Linked DNA regions of Pan troglodytes: all the other regions are linked to region 4. Evidence: chromatin contacts called from public HiChIP or PLAC-seq data. All regions are on one chromosome and are shown on one strand. Each heading gives the region's core, a stretch centred on a gene start, on an enhancer-like site or on the middle of the called end of the contact. The rest is flanking DNA. Distances are from core to core; before and after follow the strand shown.

Region 1 (2,700 bases), core at 124-2,623, 320 kb before region 4:
CATTCATTTAAAGTGCTGTTAGCTGAAGGACCTCTGACCTTGGAGAAAAGCTAAGGGGGAGGGGACCCAGAGATGCTTGGGTCCATCCGGACAGTTTCCCTCAGAATGCTAGGCTCTCCTGGAGAAGCAAACGTCCTCGTTTTCAAGCCCTACAACTGCCCAGCGCTGTCCTCTGACAGGGACACCCAAACTTCAATGGTGGGCACAGCACCCACCTTGAACTCCCTCCCACAATTAAAGAGGCCCATCGTAAAAGCATCTGCTTTAGTCTTCAATAAATCCAGATACCTACACTCACACTATGAAATAAATTTTCACAGCCTTTTTGAAGGAATTCTCTTAATGGGAACCGCAGGCGTTTCTCCTTCACATCCAGGGCTTTCCCAAGTTCCAGTCCTTGTTTGTAACGTATGCCCTCCCACCCACCTCCACCCTTGACACACAAGTCTGTCTCTTCCTTGTTATGGGACCAAACACACACCGAGGTTCCAAATAGGGTCTTTCCCAAGCCCCCATCCACAGATCCGGCTGTCATCAAACAGGTGTTCCCCGCCTCTTGGTTTCTTTAGCAACAACTCCAGCTTTCTTAAACAGCGCCCCACCCACCACCTTAGCCCCCAAGAGTTGCCAAATCCTGACCCATCTAGCTCCATCAAAACCCCCAAGGGCAAGGTTCTATTACAAGGGTCTCCCACCTCGCCCCGCTTAGGGTGCCCAATTCTCTGGCGAGAAAAGCCCCAGCCAGGATTCCCTTCCTAGGCCCAAACAGAGGCCCGACACTCCGAAAACCCCTGAGCACCACGGACAGACGTCCTCAACACCGCCAGCGCCCACCCTGGCTCACCGTGCGGATCTGCCTCCGCAAAAGGTAAATGAAGAAGCTCCAGAGCTTGGCGGCGAAGGCCACGAACGTGCGCAGCCCCAGCAGACACTGCGTCCGCATCATCCCGATGACCCCGGCACCGCCGGCCCCGGGGCCCCCGCGGCCCAGCTCCGCCAGCCCCCCGGGGGCAGCCCCCCGCCGCCGGGAGGGGGAACGGGGGCCCCGAGTGGCAGGAGAGGCTGCAGAGAGGGGCACGGAGCGGGCGGCTCAGAAAGCCACCCCTGGCGAGGGGAAAGCCCAGCGGAACAGGGAGCTGGGGGACTGGCGTGGGCAGCCCGCGGGGGCCCACATGGGCTGGGAGTGGCACCGACGGCTTCGGGGAGGTTGCGGGCCGAGACAGGTAGGGCTAGGATGGGGTCCTCGGAGACCAGGAGGGAAGGGGAAGGATAATTGGGGGAGGGGGCAGTGGGGGAGGGGGCTAGGGAAAAGGGAGGAAGGGAAAAGGGAGGGGGAGGGGGGGAAAGCGGAGAGTGGCCCGCTGCGCAGGCGCGCTAGGGGGCTGCCCGCAGGAACGGGGAGGGCGGGGGCAGCGGCGCGCAAAGGGCCGCGGCAGCGGAGAACGGGCGGGCAGAGCGAAGGAGCAGGGAAGGAGGGGGAGGGGGAGCCGGAGGGCGCGGAGCGCTGGGCCGGAGCGGCCTCCCCCTCCCCGAGCTCGGGGGTCCTTTAGCCGCTGGGGAGCGGGGCTGCAGCCTCTGCAGCTGGGTTTCCCACTCTGACAGGCGCCATTTTACCGTCCAAAGGACTCCCTCTTCCTGTCTTTCCCCCTCCTCTTCCCCTTTGACACTACTTCCGGTGGTGACGTGTATTCGCTTCACCGGGACTAAGTTCCTCCTGCGCGGTCTATGGGGGGTAGGTATAAGGAAAGCCAAAAGCACTCCAAACGAGGCTGCAGTATTGCGCACGCGCAGAAGGTGGCCGCGGGGCGGGGCCTGAGGCGAAGCAGGCCCCGCCTCAAGCTGCGTGGGCGGGGCGAGTGACGGCACTTGGCCCCGCGCTTAGGGCCCTCGCGGGGGGCTTGTGGGTCCTCCTCCCCCTCCCACTGACAACTGCCGTCACTGCTCTTCCCGCCCCGGTCACAGTGAAAATGTAGACGGGGTCGTTGTCCGCACGACTGTGCGCCAGGGCTCGGGGACGGGGGCCCTCCGCGTGAGCGCTCCCCTGGGAATATTGAACATAATCACCTCTCATTCCAGACTATGTTAGGTCTTAATGGTGGGAGGACGCCCGAGTCCTCCGCCCGTTTCACCCCGAGGGGGCGGGACACTGGGTCATGACGCCATCAGAGGGCGCCAGAGCAGGGACCGGACGCGAGTTGGAGATGTTGGACTCGCTGTTGGCCTTGGGCGGCCTGGTGCTGCTTCGGGGTGAGAGCCAGAGGCACGGTGTGGGGGGGGGGGGGGTGCGGTTCGGGCCTGGCTGAGGGGACGGAAGTGGGCAGGAAGGGCCAGGGGTCACAGGCTAGGTGTGGAAATCGCGACGGGTTCGCGAAGGCGGTAATCCCAGCGCTCTCATACTCTTTATCCGTCCCTCGCTCTGCAGATTCCGTGGAGTGGGAGGGGCGCAGTCTCTTGAAGGCGCTTGTCAAGAAATCTGCACTGTGGTGAGTATCCCACAGTGTCTCCCCGGCCTACCCTGGATAGGGCACCTGTGCCCACTCTTTGACAATCCCTTCTCATCTCTGCCTTAGTGGGGAGCAAGTGCATATCCTGGGCTGTGAAGTGAGCGAGGAAGAGTTTCGTGAAGGTTTTGACTCTGATATCAACAATCGGTAAGTACCAGTTGGAAGAGATTTGATTAAATTTGAGACCTATATTGCT
Region 2 (2,700 bases), core at 134-2,633, 360 kb before region 4:
GGGCTAGGGGCCGTGGCGGGGGAGTGGGGTGGGGGGGTTGGAAACGGCAGCGGCCGAGGGAGCCGTGGAGCCGAAGAGGGAAGGGGAGAGAGGAGGAGAGAGGAAGCAGGGGGAGGGAGGGAGGGAGCTAGGAGCCAGAATGGGGGGGGTGCCTTGGCAGAGTTAACTCCTTCTGTGCTGGCAGGAACCCGGATAACGGGAAAGGAGATAGAAGCAGAAGCACAGAGGCCCTGAGGCAAACATGGAGACCTGGCCAGCCACCAGCGATGACAGCAAAGACGATGAGGCTGGATTTCATTTCTTAGAGAAGGAAGCATCTATAGTTGGGCTGGGAGCACCCACGGTTATTTGAATACGGGAGGGAGGCCTCTCGGCAGGCGGTAGGGGGTCGGGTGTGAGGGAGGAGCTGAAGGAGGCAATCCCTGGGGGCCTAGTTCTCCCTCAGGTTTCTCAGGGGGAAACCTAAAAAGTTAAGCCCTAGACTCTTTAGTGCCTGAAACTGGGGCAGCCAAAGAAAACAAGGAAGAAAGGGAGAGTGGGTACAGGACCACAGAGAGTGCATTCTCGGTGCCCCAAGTCCCTGGGCCACCGACTCAGGCTTTTGTCAGCAGGGCCCCCAAGTTTCCAGGTAATATTAGCGATATTTGGCTCACCCCTCCAGCCCTGCCTGCCCCTCAGGAAGTTAGGCGCTCGCCCCCACCTCCTTACCTGACTCTCTGAGAGGGAAGCCTCATAATAGTCCAGGATGTCTGTCACAGGAACAGAACTGAGTTACCTCCCCACCCCAGGCCTCTCCAGGCACATCACCCCTGTCATCACCGCTGCTGGCTGGCTGGCAAGGGAGGAGCCCTTTCAGCCAAGGCTGGTCCACACTCATGGAGGACACCATAGGCAGGACCCTGCATGGTGCTCCAGCTTGGACCAAATGATCTCCGGGCTCCCAAACAGCCCCCGAAGTTCAGTAATGGCCCTTGGAGGCCCAGGTCCCTCAGAAAACGGGCTACTCACCCAGCAAGGCCTGGAAGAGGTCGCTATGCAGCACTGTGAGGAGGGGGGGTGCCCACCGCAGCAGTGGGGGTGCCAGGAGCCAGAGGGCTGACCTGGGAGCTAGTGAGATGCAAGAATTGGGACAGGGAAGACGCCAACACAGGAAGATGAACACACTGTCACTTCATCTCCCCAGACTGTGCCCTTCACCCCAGCCCCTATGGAAAGATTTGGGGAGAAGGATCTCCGAGCCCCAGCCCCCCACTTCGCTCCCAGACCTCCCCTCCACAAGGAGCCCTGTTTTTCACCTCTTGGTCTCTGGGACATCTCTCTCTTCTCTCACTTTAATCTCCCTAATCCTCCAGGATTGGAGTTGAGCTGCTTCTCCCCACTAAATTCCAGCTGTGAGTAAAGTAGGCCGTCTCTGAGCCGACCAGCTGTCCCATTCCCCCAGGTCCCAAGGCACCAGCGCCGCCACCATCTTGCTCCACACACCCTGGCCCCCTCTTCCCATAGGCAGGCAGAACCTAGCCACACTCTCCTGAGAAGCCAGCAAAGAGGGCCTCCTCACAGAGGGCTCCAGCAGCTCAAAAAGAAGCTGAGCCCAGCTCTCTCTCCTCCTGGGCCTCCTCTCACCCCAATGAGAATTGCAGAAAGAGGGGTAGAAATTGTTTGGGACTTCCTGACCTAGGGCTAGAGAAGTTGGGGTTTTACGGGTAAGAGGCAGGAGAATTCCTGCAGTTCCTCTCAGGCCCGGGAGGAATCCATCTGCCTGGGCACATGGTCTCTGGAAGGAACAGAGGGCAGAGACAGAAGGGAATGTTCAGGAAGGTCTCAGAGGCTTTATTAAGGGAGGGGCAGTGAATCTGGGGGGGGTCTTCCTACTGTGAAACTGTAGCTGTTCCAAGAGTTAGTGAAATGGCCTACATCTCAGAAGAATACACTTAGGGTACTCACACCCTAGCTTGGGTGCCCCCCACCACTGTACCCTCCCTTTTGTGTTGGCCGAGATAGATTTCATCAGGAACCCTAGAGTCTGTCTTTCCATGTCTCTACCTCTGCCATCTACCTTACACTTCTCTTTCCCTACTTTTCCCTTCTAACCCCACCGGAGAAGCCCTCCCTTCAGTCCACCTCCATCCCTCTGGCTGCAGTGACTTAAGCCCCTTCCTCTTCTGTCCCATCCTATCCCATCACCCCGTCGGAGGTCTAGACTCTAGGTCGGACGGGCAGGATTAAGGAGTTTGGAGGAGACGAGGGACGCTTGGAGATCCCTCTAAGTCAGCGGAACGCAGGGCCGGGCTCCAGGGAACTACAGCTCCCAGCATGCCCCGGGGCCCGCAACCGTCCGCCGCCCGGTGCACTGTGGACGATGAGTCAGGGCTAGGGGCGCCAGGACTTGGGCGTGCAGGACGCCAGGACTTGGGCGTGCAGGACGCCAGAGCTGGGTCAGAACTCGAGCCAGCGGCGCCCGGAGAGATTCGGAGATGCAGGCGGCTCGGATGGCCGCGAGCTTGGGGCGGCAGCTGCTGAGGCTCGGGGGCGGAAGGTCTGTGTGTGACAAGAGGGACGGTGGGCAGCGGCCCTGGGCACCGGGCCGGGACTGAACCCCCACTCCCCACAGCTCGCGGCTCACGGCGCTCCTGGGGCAGCCCCGGCCCGGCCCTGCCCGGCGGCCCTATGCCGGGGGTGCCGCTCAGGTAAGTCACCGCA
Region 3 (2,700 bases), core at 38-2,537, 290 kb before region 4:
GGCAGCCGCCACGGAGAATATCGGATGAATGCGAGAGAGTTTTGGAGGTTAAAGCACCAATGTTGGAAACTAACTGGATAAACGAGGAGAGCGGCGCAGGACAGGAGGAATCGAGCATGACTTCTACCATAGGGGTGACTGGGCGGGTAATTCATTGAAATAAGGAAGTTAGGAGGAGGAGCAGGTTTGGACATGCTGATCACTAGAGCTGCCACATCCGGGCGGTAACGAACACCTGGATCTGCAGCTCCAGAGAAGGGCCTGGGTTAGATGTCACTGAAGCCTTAGGGTGGCGGAAAGGCGAGAGATAGTGGGTTGAGATTCCAAGTGCAATCCACTGCGGCTCCTCGCTCTCCCTCCAGGTGGCAGCACAACCCTGCGCTTCCGAAGCCCGTTTTCTGAGCCAGACACTCGCCACGCTCTGGGTATTTCGGGTTCTCTCTCCCCACACGCCGACCCTAGGTCGCGCACTTTCTGCCTGGCAGAATTTGGCCGAGGATCCAAACCCGGAGCAGCCTCCAGAGAGCGTGTCGTTCACGCGGCCAGCATATGCTCAGAGACCTCAGAGGCTCAGAGACCTCAGGGCTGGTGGTGTGGTTGGTGTGACCACTTGTCCCTCGGACCGGCTCCAGGAACCAACCTGGGGAATGTGTGTAGGGGAAGGGCGGGATAGACAGTGCCCGGAGCAGGGAGGCACTGAAAGACAGGACCAAGCAGCCCGGCCACCAGACCCGTTGTGGGAACGGAATTTCCTGGCCCCCAGGGCCACACTCGCGTGGGAAGCATGTCGCGGACCCTTTAAGGCGTCATCTCCCTGTCTCTCCGCCCCCGCCTGGGACAGGCCGGGACGCCCGGGACCTGACATTTGGAGGCTCCCAACGTGGGAGCTAAAAATAGCAGCCCCGGGTTACTTTGGGGCATTGCTCCTCTCCCAACCCGCGCGCCGGCTCGCGAGCGGTCTCAGGCCGCTGGAGTTTCCCCGGGGCAAGTACACCTGGCCCGTCCTCTCCTCTCAGACCCCACTGTCCAGACCCGCAGAGTTTAAGATGCTTCTGCAGCCCGGGATCCTAGCTGGTGGGCGGAGTCCCAACACGTGGGTGGGCGGGGCCTTTTGTTCCAGGGACTCTTTTCTCAAAACTTCCCAGTCGGAGGCTGGCGGGAACCCGAGAGGCGTGTCTCGCCAGCCACGCGGAGGGGCGTGGCCTCACTGCCCCGCCCCACCAACTCCAGCCAAACTCTAAACCCCAGGCGGAGGGGGCGTGGCCTTCTGGGGTGTGCGGGCTCCTGGCCAATGGGTGCTGTGAAGGGCGTGGCCCGCGGGGGCAGGAGCGAGGTGGCGGGGGCTCCTCGCGTCTTTTCCCCCAGCCCCGCTCCACCAGATCCGCGGGAGCCCCACTGCTCTCTGGGTCCTTGGCTTGTGGCTGTGGGTCCCATCGGGCCCGCCCTCGCACGTCACTCCGGGACCCCCGCGGCCTCCGCAGGTTCTGCGCGCCAGGCCGGGGTCAGAGACTCCCGGATCGGTTCTTTCATCTTCGCCGCCCCTGCGCGTCCAGCTCTTCTAAGACGAGATGCCGTCGGGCTTCCAACAGATAGGCTCCGAAGTAGGATTCATCATGAGGGGGCGGGGCGGGGGGGCACGGGTCCCGCTTTTCTTGGGCTGGGGTCGCGGTTGGGGTCAGCTGGGGGTGGTTCCTGCGCAGGCGCAGGGGGTGAAGGTAGGGGGCTGGCTATTTATACCCGGCCTGGACAACTCGTGACTGTGAGATTCCAATTCTACCAAAAGGCAGAGCGGGTCTGGAGGGCCTTTCGGGGCACAGGCAGCAAGTGGATTCTGCGAGCCAGGGTTCACCCCCTTGCCTAGTAGGCGGCGCGGCGCTCCGGAATCGGGGACACCCTGCCCTCGATCCGACTCGGGAAAGCAGATCCAGGCGGGTCTTGCCCTCCGGGAGCTGTCCGTCCGTCTTCGCTCACGGGCAGTGTTTCGAGGACCGGAGGCTCTCCGTGGGCCCCCACCCCCACTCCTGGCCGCCCTCCAGGACGCTGAACTTTCCCTTGGCCCCATGGTTGGTGGAGGGGCAGAGGGGACTGTCAGCCCCCCCTCCCCCAGCTCAGGTTTCCGCTTGGAGACATTCTGTGCCGCCAGCGAGCGGCCACCACTGCCACCGCCCCTCACACCACCTTCCTGCCCTCCTCCCCTGGGCATGGCTCTCCCAGGCAGAACCCCTGGACCGCCCTCCCTGCACGGAGGTTAGAGGGGGAGGGCAGGCCACGACGTAGATAGAGAAGGCCACCCCTAGATGACCGGGATGTCCTTTCTGGAACAGCACTTCTTGGTCCTGTTGGGGGCCTCCTGGAGCTGGCTGACAGAACCCCCAGAGGGGAGGGAAGAGGACAGTGGCTGATGATAATAATGCACGTGTTAATTTATGAAACCAGCACTGTCAAGGATATTGTTAACATGTGATGTTGATTTTCACAACACTCTCACAGATAGGTAGGCAAGGCAGGCAACATCACCCCCATCTCACAGAGGACACTCAGGTTCGGGGCAGGGAAGTGACTTGGCCAAGGTCACACAAATCTGAGCTCTTAAGGCCAAGCCTGTCTCAAGGTCACAGAAGAATTTTGAGACAAGTTCTCAAACATTTCTCTGCCTTATGGACTCAAACATCCAGTTTCTCCTTTATGCCCAGGTTGCAG
Region 4 (2,700 bases), core at 14-2,513:
GGAAGGGAGACATGGGAGTCCCTTCCCAAGAAACTCCAGTTCCTTTCCTCTCTTGCCTCTTCCCACTCACTTCCCTTTGGTTTTTCATATTTAAATGTTTCAATTTCTGTATTTTTTTTTCTTTGAGAGAATACTTGTTGATTTCTGATGTGCAGGGGGTGGCTACAGAAAAGCCCCTTTCTTCCTCTGTTTGCAGGGGAGTGTGGCCCTGTGGCCTGGGTGGAGCAGTCATCCTCCCCCTTCCCTGTGCAGGGAGCAGGAAATCAGTGCTGGGGGTGGTGGGCGGACAATAGGATCACTGCCTGCCAGATCTTCAAACTTTTTTTTTTATATATATATATATATATATAAATGCCACGGTCCTGCTCTGGTCAATAAAGGATCCTTTGTTGATACGTAAGTGGTGGTCTTCCTTAAGGGGCTTCAAATTAGTGGATATGCTTAGCTCAGACCTTCCAGCCAGGCTCTTGAGACTAAAGGGTTCAGCTTTCCATCCCTGGCTCAGGCACTGCCAACACCTTGTCTTCACCCAAACAAGTCCCCCAGATGGGAGCAGAGAGCAGGAAGGAGGGAAAGTAGATAAGCCTCAAGAATAAGGGCATCCGAGAGGGAAGCTGGGGAACTGGACACAAGGGACTGGGGAGGGGACCAACCAGGATTCATGATAGTACCCCAAAGCCCTTTACAGTTTTCTTCCATCCCTCCACCATCCAGCCAGGGGAATCCTCCCATCCCTACGATATCGCTGTTGATTCCTTCATCCCTGGCACACGTCCAGGCAGTGTCGAATCCATCTCTGCTACAGGGGAAAACAAGTAACAAATAATTTGAGTCCAGTGGAAACCTGGAGCAGAAGTAAAGGGAAGTGATAACCCCCAGAGCCCGGAAGCCTCTGGAGGCTGAGACCTCGCCCCCCTTGCGTGATAGGGCCTACGGAGCCACATGACCAAGGCACTGTCGCCTCCGCACGTGTGAGAGTGCAGGGCCCCAAGATGGCTGCCAGGCCTCGAGGCCTGACTCCTCTATGTCACTTCCGTACCGGCGAGAAAGGCGGGCCCTCCAGCCAATGAGGCTGCGGGGCGGGCCTTCACCTTGATAGGCACTCGAGTTATCCAATGGTGCCTGCGGGCCGGAGCGACTAGGAACTAACGTCGTGCCGAGTTGCTGAGCGCCGGCAGGCGGGGCCGGGGCGGCCAAACCAATGCGATGGCCGGGGCGGAGTCGGGCGCTCTATAAGTTGTCGATAGGCGGGCACTCCGCCCTAGTTTCTAAGGATCATGTCTGCGAGCCAGGATTCCCGGTAAGAAAGGCATTTGCAAGAGATTGTGGCTGCTTATTTTGCCGCCCCCTTCCGACGGGCCCGCCGGGGGTAGCTGAGAGGCCCACCAGGGTTGCGGGAGAAACCGAGCCGGGTGGGGGGAGGGTCCGACCTGGAGGGGCGAGGGGGAAGATCCACGGCCGACGCGGCCACCAGGTCGAGGCGGAGGGCAGGGACAGCCCGGCTAGGGTCAGGCGTGCGAGGTCTGTTACGAGGCCTCGACCCGAGGCGGTGCCATGCGCGAAGCCCCGGCGCTGAGTGGCGAGACGGGGTCGCGACCTGGCGTGGGAAAGAAAGGTGGAGGCGGCCGCCACTATGTGTGGCCCAGAGCCGGCAGGTCCGGTTGCCTCCCTGTGCCGGGGGAGGGACGGCGCGCGGGGTTCCGGAGCATTCTGACGGTACCACTCGCGAGAGGCGGGGGTGCTTGGTCCTTAGATCCAGTCACTTCGTCGCGGCTAAAGCACGGGTCGGGGAGAAGAAACCGGCCGTTCAGTGTGCTGGTTTTCTTGACGGCCAGGACTGAGCCTAACCCCGAGGAGCGGCCGCGTGAGGCACCAGGAGCCCACCCGGCGCCGGGCGGGCGGGTCCATTTTGCCGCACAAGCCGGGCTATTGGCAAACTGCGGATGGGCAGGTCCACCTTCCTTCGGGGGTGAGCGGCCTGAGGTATGGGAGGGCGACGCTACTTCGCGACGGGGGCGGGCGGGATGTGGATTGTTCCATGGAGGGTTGGGAGACGCCGCCGGGTGGTCGAGGGAGCGAGCACATGGTGGCCTGAGGCGTTCCCCTCCCCCAGTCTGCTTCGCTTCTAAGTGTTGTGCAATCTCCCCCTTTGCTAGCTCGGCTTGGGCTCATTGTGCGCGAGGCCGCCACCGCCCGCGGCCTCCCACATCCGGGCAACGCGAGGGGGGGCTTCGGCTGGAGGGAGTGGGGGAGGGCGCGGGCGGGATGACGTGGGGGGAAGGGGATGTCCTACCCTCCGATCTGGGAGGTGAAGGGCGGGACTTCCAGCGCGCTGGTGCTGCGGTGGGAGGTGCACGCGCTTGGGCTTTAAGCGGCTGGGTCGGGCCCACGTGGACCCGGCGGCAAGCACCACCTCTGGGCACCGTGAGCGCGGCGGCACGCCTGCCAGCCTGTCTTCAGAAAGGGTCACCCCCTTATGTCGGGGGTGGCCTGGCCTGAGCCGCTGCCTGCATGGGGCAAATGCCTCAGTTTTATAGAAACTCCTCCTTTGGGTACTTTTTGGGAGCTGGTGGGAGTTGGATCTGGGAGAGCAGGTTGATGGCATCATGCAGGCCACTCCTGACAGAGCCCGGCTGTCAGGATTTCTGAGTGCTTCGGTCGGGCAGGGGACAAAACTTGTGCTTTAAACCAACAGATCCA
Region 5 (2,700 bases), core at 111-2,610, 340 kb before region 4:
TCTCGATCTCCTGACCTCGTGATCCGCCCGCCTCAGCCTCCCAAAGTGCTGGGATTACAGGCGTTACAGGACTCCTGAGAACGTACTAAACAACCAGACAATGGATCAATTTACTCAGTACAGACTAGAATACTCCAAAATAAACCAGTATGCCCCCACCTATTCCAGTAAAGCCTAATCTTGTCTAATCTGGTTTAGGATATCCTAGTCTGTCCGTGTGCCTCAATCTATCCAAGCATAACCTTGTCCATCCTGGGATAGTCAACCTACCTCAGCATAGTACAATCTGCTCCACCATAGGCCAGAAAATCCCAGTGTGGCCCAAAGTAGATGTGTGCCCCTCCATGTCGCCCAATCCACTCTAGCAAAGCCCCCGCCGGTCCTATCTAGGCCTTGCGCTCACCCGAAATCCTGATCCATAGACTTGAAAAAGTACTTGGCGCCCGCGGGCCGCTGCAGGACGCTCTTGAAATCGCCGAGGGTGATGCGCTCGGCGGGGACAGGGATCTTCACCAGGTAGGGAGTCTCTTCCTCATCCAGGTGGTAAATCACCTTCGTCTCCCCAACCCCACCGCCCCCAGTGCTGCTACCCGCCATGGTCTCGCCCGCGCGCTCCCGGGCTCCACCGCCCACCCAAGGGGCTAATGGCCCCTGCCGCGCCTGCGCACACCCGCAAACCGACGCGCGAGCGCGGACAGGACTGACCCAGTACGGGAGAGAAGCAAAGGGAAAAAAGCACGGATCTGCGAGGGTGGCGGCGGGGGGCGGGCCGCGGGGTGCGACTCAAAGCCCCGGTCTCAGCGGCCGCCGCGCGCCACCGCCACCGACGCCGCGAGCGTCCGCCAGGTCCCCGCCCACCTCTCCTCATGTCACGTGACTTAAAGGCGCCCACCCCGCGCTCCTCAGCCGCCCTCCGTCACGTGATCCCATCCCAATCACGTGACCGCCTGACTCCGCCTAGTGCCCCCGCCACATGATCGCTGCCTTCAGCAACGGTCTCCCAGCCCCCAAACGTGTACCCAAGCCGAGGTCCTCTGAGCACCCAGGCTAAGCTGGCCTGTGCCTTCAGGAAGCGGACCATCGGCTCCCACCTCGCTTTACCCCACCCACGATGGAGCACGAAGCAACTCTGACCCGCAGGAGTGCGCGTGCAGGGAGTGAAGGTGGGGACCGTGGGGGTTCCTAGACTCGAGTGGGGAGGGCCAAATACAATGAAAGCTCTAAGGTGGCTTACTTGTCTTGGGGTGGGAAAGGCCCAGTGCTGTGATATCTTCAGATTGGACTTTGAGAGGTGGGTTTCAGCCCCACCTCCAGCTGGTCTTCAGCCACCAAAGCCTCCCTCCCGAGCAGGACAGTGAGGGCTATAAACACAAAAGAGCCCACTCTGCTTTATTTACAACACGCAGGCTGTCTGTACAAACAGCGGCCAATATTATTAAAAACAAAAGAGGTGAGTGAGAATCGTCACCTTTCTGCTTTCCTTCCTCACTTGGCCAGGCTCTAGTACTCCACCTTTGAGCTGCCATGCCCAATAGGGGAAGTCCAAAATTAAAAATACAACCGGTGTAGAAGAAAATAAATGGGGAGTGAAATAGAAGAAAAGATGAGGGAGGGGAGTGCTAATATTTACACTAGAGTTTTATAGACAACTGTCCCATTCCATCCCAATTCCAATCCTGACCCAGAAAGTGATGGTGGCAGGTCCAAGAGACAGAGATTATGTGTCGGGACACAGACAGCCTCCCATCCCCAACCGTAATGGGTTCAATTTCAAGTCCACAGAGTGGGGAGGAAGGATAGGGTAGGAAAGTGAGACACTCATTTTCAAACAAGTCTCCCTTGGGAATTCCTGCCTTGAAGTGCAGACAGTATCCAAGCTCCAGGGGATAGGCTGAGGACCCTGAGGCTCAGTTCCCAAATCATGTTGTCATTTGGAAGTTCCAGGCTAAAGTTGGTGCCATCAGGGCTCTCCAGATTTGGGAGGCCCCCCTAACCGCCGGGCCTCTGGCCTCAGTTCCTTGCATTTCTGGCAATAAAAGAAGTCGGGGACGTTGGTCTTCTTAATCTTAGCACAGGAGAGGTGGATCCACGTCCCACACAGGCTGCACTCAATCATGGGCCGCCCTGCAAAGGGCTTTCGACAGTAACATGTGATCAGATCCCATGAGTCATCACCTGGGGAAAAAAAGGTTTGTCTGGTATTCTGCCTGAGCTGTTGGATCCACAACACCCTCAAACCCCTCGCCCCAGCCCAAACCTCTCACCTGATTCTACCATGATGTCCTCGTCCATGACCCGCATCTCGCCTTCACTGGAGCTGGCATCTCCATCTTGGCTTGTTTCAGTGCTGCCCACCTCCTTGCTTTCACTGTCAGCAGGAGGGACTCCTTCAGGGTGCACTGTGGCAGGGGGCCTAGGAGCCTCAGGGGGTGTTGGCAGCACAGGGACTGGGGCTTCACCCCCTACCACTGTTGCCATCTCTTCTTCTTCTTCCTCTTCCTCTTCTTCCTCCTCCTCTTCAGAGTCTGTATCACTGGGGGGTGCCTGGGGAGGCCCAGGAGGTGGGAGTCTATCCCCCCGTTCTGCCTTTTTTAACTTCCGCTTCTTGCTCTTCTTGATTCGAGATCTCTTTTCCCCATCCCCAGGAGTTGGCCGAGGCCTCCGAAGCACCCCAAAGCCAGCCCCAGCTCCTGGCCCCAA

Evidence for each region. HiChIP or PLAC-seq counts read pairs in DNA pulled down with a chosen protein or histone mark.
Region 1: a contact with region 4 is called in an H3K4me3 HiChIP or PLAC-seq map of stem cell-derived excitatory neurons, with 6 times the contacts expected there. The contact joins the promoter of ELP5 here to the promoter of EIF4A1 in region 4. A contact is called at or near these places in 1 of 7 Hi-C or Micro-C datasets (stem cell-derived neural progenitor cells) and 1 of 1 datasets of contacts at active chromatin or transcription factors (stem cell-derived excitatory neurons).
Region 2: an H3K4me3 HiChIP or PLAC-seq map of stem cell-derived excitatory neurons shows a contact between it and region 4, with 2.6 times the contacts expected there. The contact joins the promoter of DLG4 here to the promoter of EIF4A1 in region 4. A contact is called at or near these places in 1 of 7 Hi-C or Micro-C datasets (stem cell-derived neural progenitor cells) and 1 of 1 datasets of contacts at active chromatin or transcription factors (stem cell-derived excitatory neurons).
Region 3: an H3K4me3 HiChIP or PLAC-seq map of stem cell-derived excitatory neurons shows a contact between it and region 4, with 4 times the contacts expected there. The contact joins the promoter of SLC2A4 here to the promoter of EIF4A1 in region 4. A contact is called at or near these places in 1 of 7 Hi-C or Micro-C datasets (stem cell-derived neural progenitor cells) and 1 of 1 datasets of contacts at active chromatin or transcription factors (stem cell-derived excitatory neurons).
Region 5: a contact with region 4 is called in an H3K4me3 HiChIP or PLAC-seq map of stem cell-derived excitatory neurons, with 4 times the contacts expected there. The contact joins the promoter of DVL2 here to the promoter of EIF4A1 in region 4. A contact is called at or near these places in 1 of 7 Hi-C or Micro-C datasets (stem cell-derived neural progenitor cells) and 1 of 1 datasets of contacts at active chromatin or transcription factors (stem cell-derived excitatory neurons).

What each region holds. Positions count from the first base shown.
Region 1 is chr19:17,760,288-17,762,987 of NHGRI_mPanTro3-v2.0_pri, forward strand. ELP5 (elongator acetyltransferase complex subunit 5) reads left to right here and starts at 1,374. Exons shown (of 9, transcript XM_016931417.4): 1 at 1,374-1,732; 2 at 2,077-2,247; 3 at 2,423-2,483; 4 at 2,571-2,651. The coding sequence starts at 2,154. CTDNEP1 (CTD nuclear envelope phosphatase 1) reads right to left here and starts at 1,282. Exons shown (of 9, transcript XM_016931418.4): 1 at 845-1,282. The coding sequence starts at 946.
Region 2 is chr19:17,727,538-17,730,237 of NHGRI_mPanTro3-v2.0_pri, forward strand. It overlaps DLG4 (discs large MAGUK scaffold protein 4), which reads right to left and starts at 1,384. Exons shown (of 21, transcript XR_010153192.1): 1 at 1,296-1,384; 2 at 1,009-1,107; 3 at 709-749. ACADVL (acyl-CoA dehydrogenase very long chain) reads left to right here and starts at 2,311. Exons shown (of 20, transcript XM_016931411.3): 1 at 2,311-2,536; 2 at 2,612-2,687. The coding sequence starts at 2,475.
Region 3 is chr19:17,791,216-17,793,915 of NHGRI_mPanTro3-v2.0_pri, forward strand. It overlaps SLC2A4 (solute carrier family 2 member 4), which reads left to right and starts at 1,288. Exons shown (of 11, transcript XM_024350204.3): 1 at 1,288-1,601. The coding sequence starts at 1,569.
Region 4 is chr19:18,083,730-18,086,429 of NHGRI_mPanTro3-v2.0_pri, forward strand. It overlaps EIF4A1 (eukaryotic translation initiation factor 4A1), which reads left to right and starts at 1,264. Exons shown (of 11, transcript NM_001098575.1): 1 at 1,264-1,300; 2 at 2,696-2,700. The coding sequence starts at 1,278. SENP3 (SUMO specific peptidase 3) reads left to right here. Exons shown (of 11, transcript NM_001205128.4): 11 at 1-400.
Region 5 is chr19:17,743,694-17,746,393 of NHGRI_mPanTro3-v2.0_pri, forward strand. It overlaps DVL2 (dishevelled segment polarity protein 2), which reads right to left and starts at 1,361. Exons shown (of 15, transcript XM_009431731.4): 1 at 404-1,361. The coding sequence starts at 597. PHF23 (PHD finger protein 23) reads right to left here. Exons shown (of 5, transcript XM_016931415.3): 4 at 2,265-2,700; 5 at 1,373-2,175. The coding sequence ends at 1,961.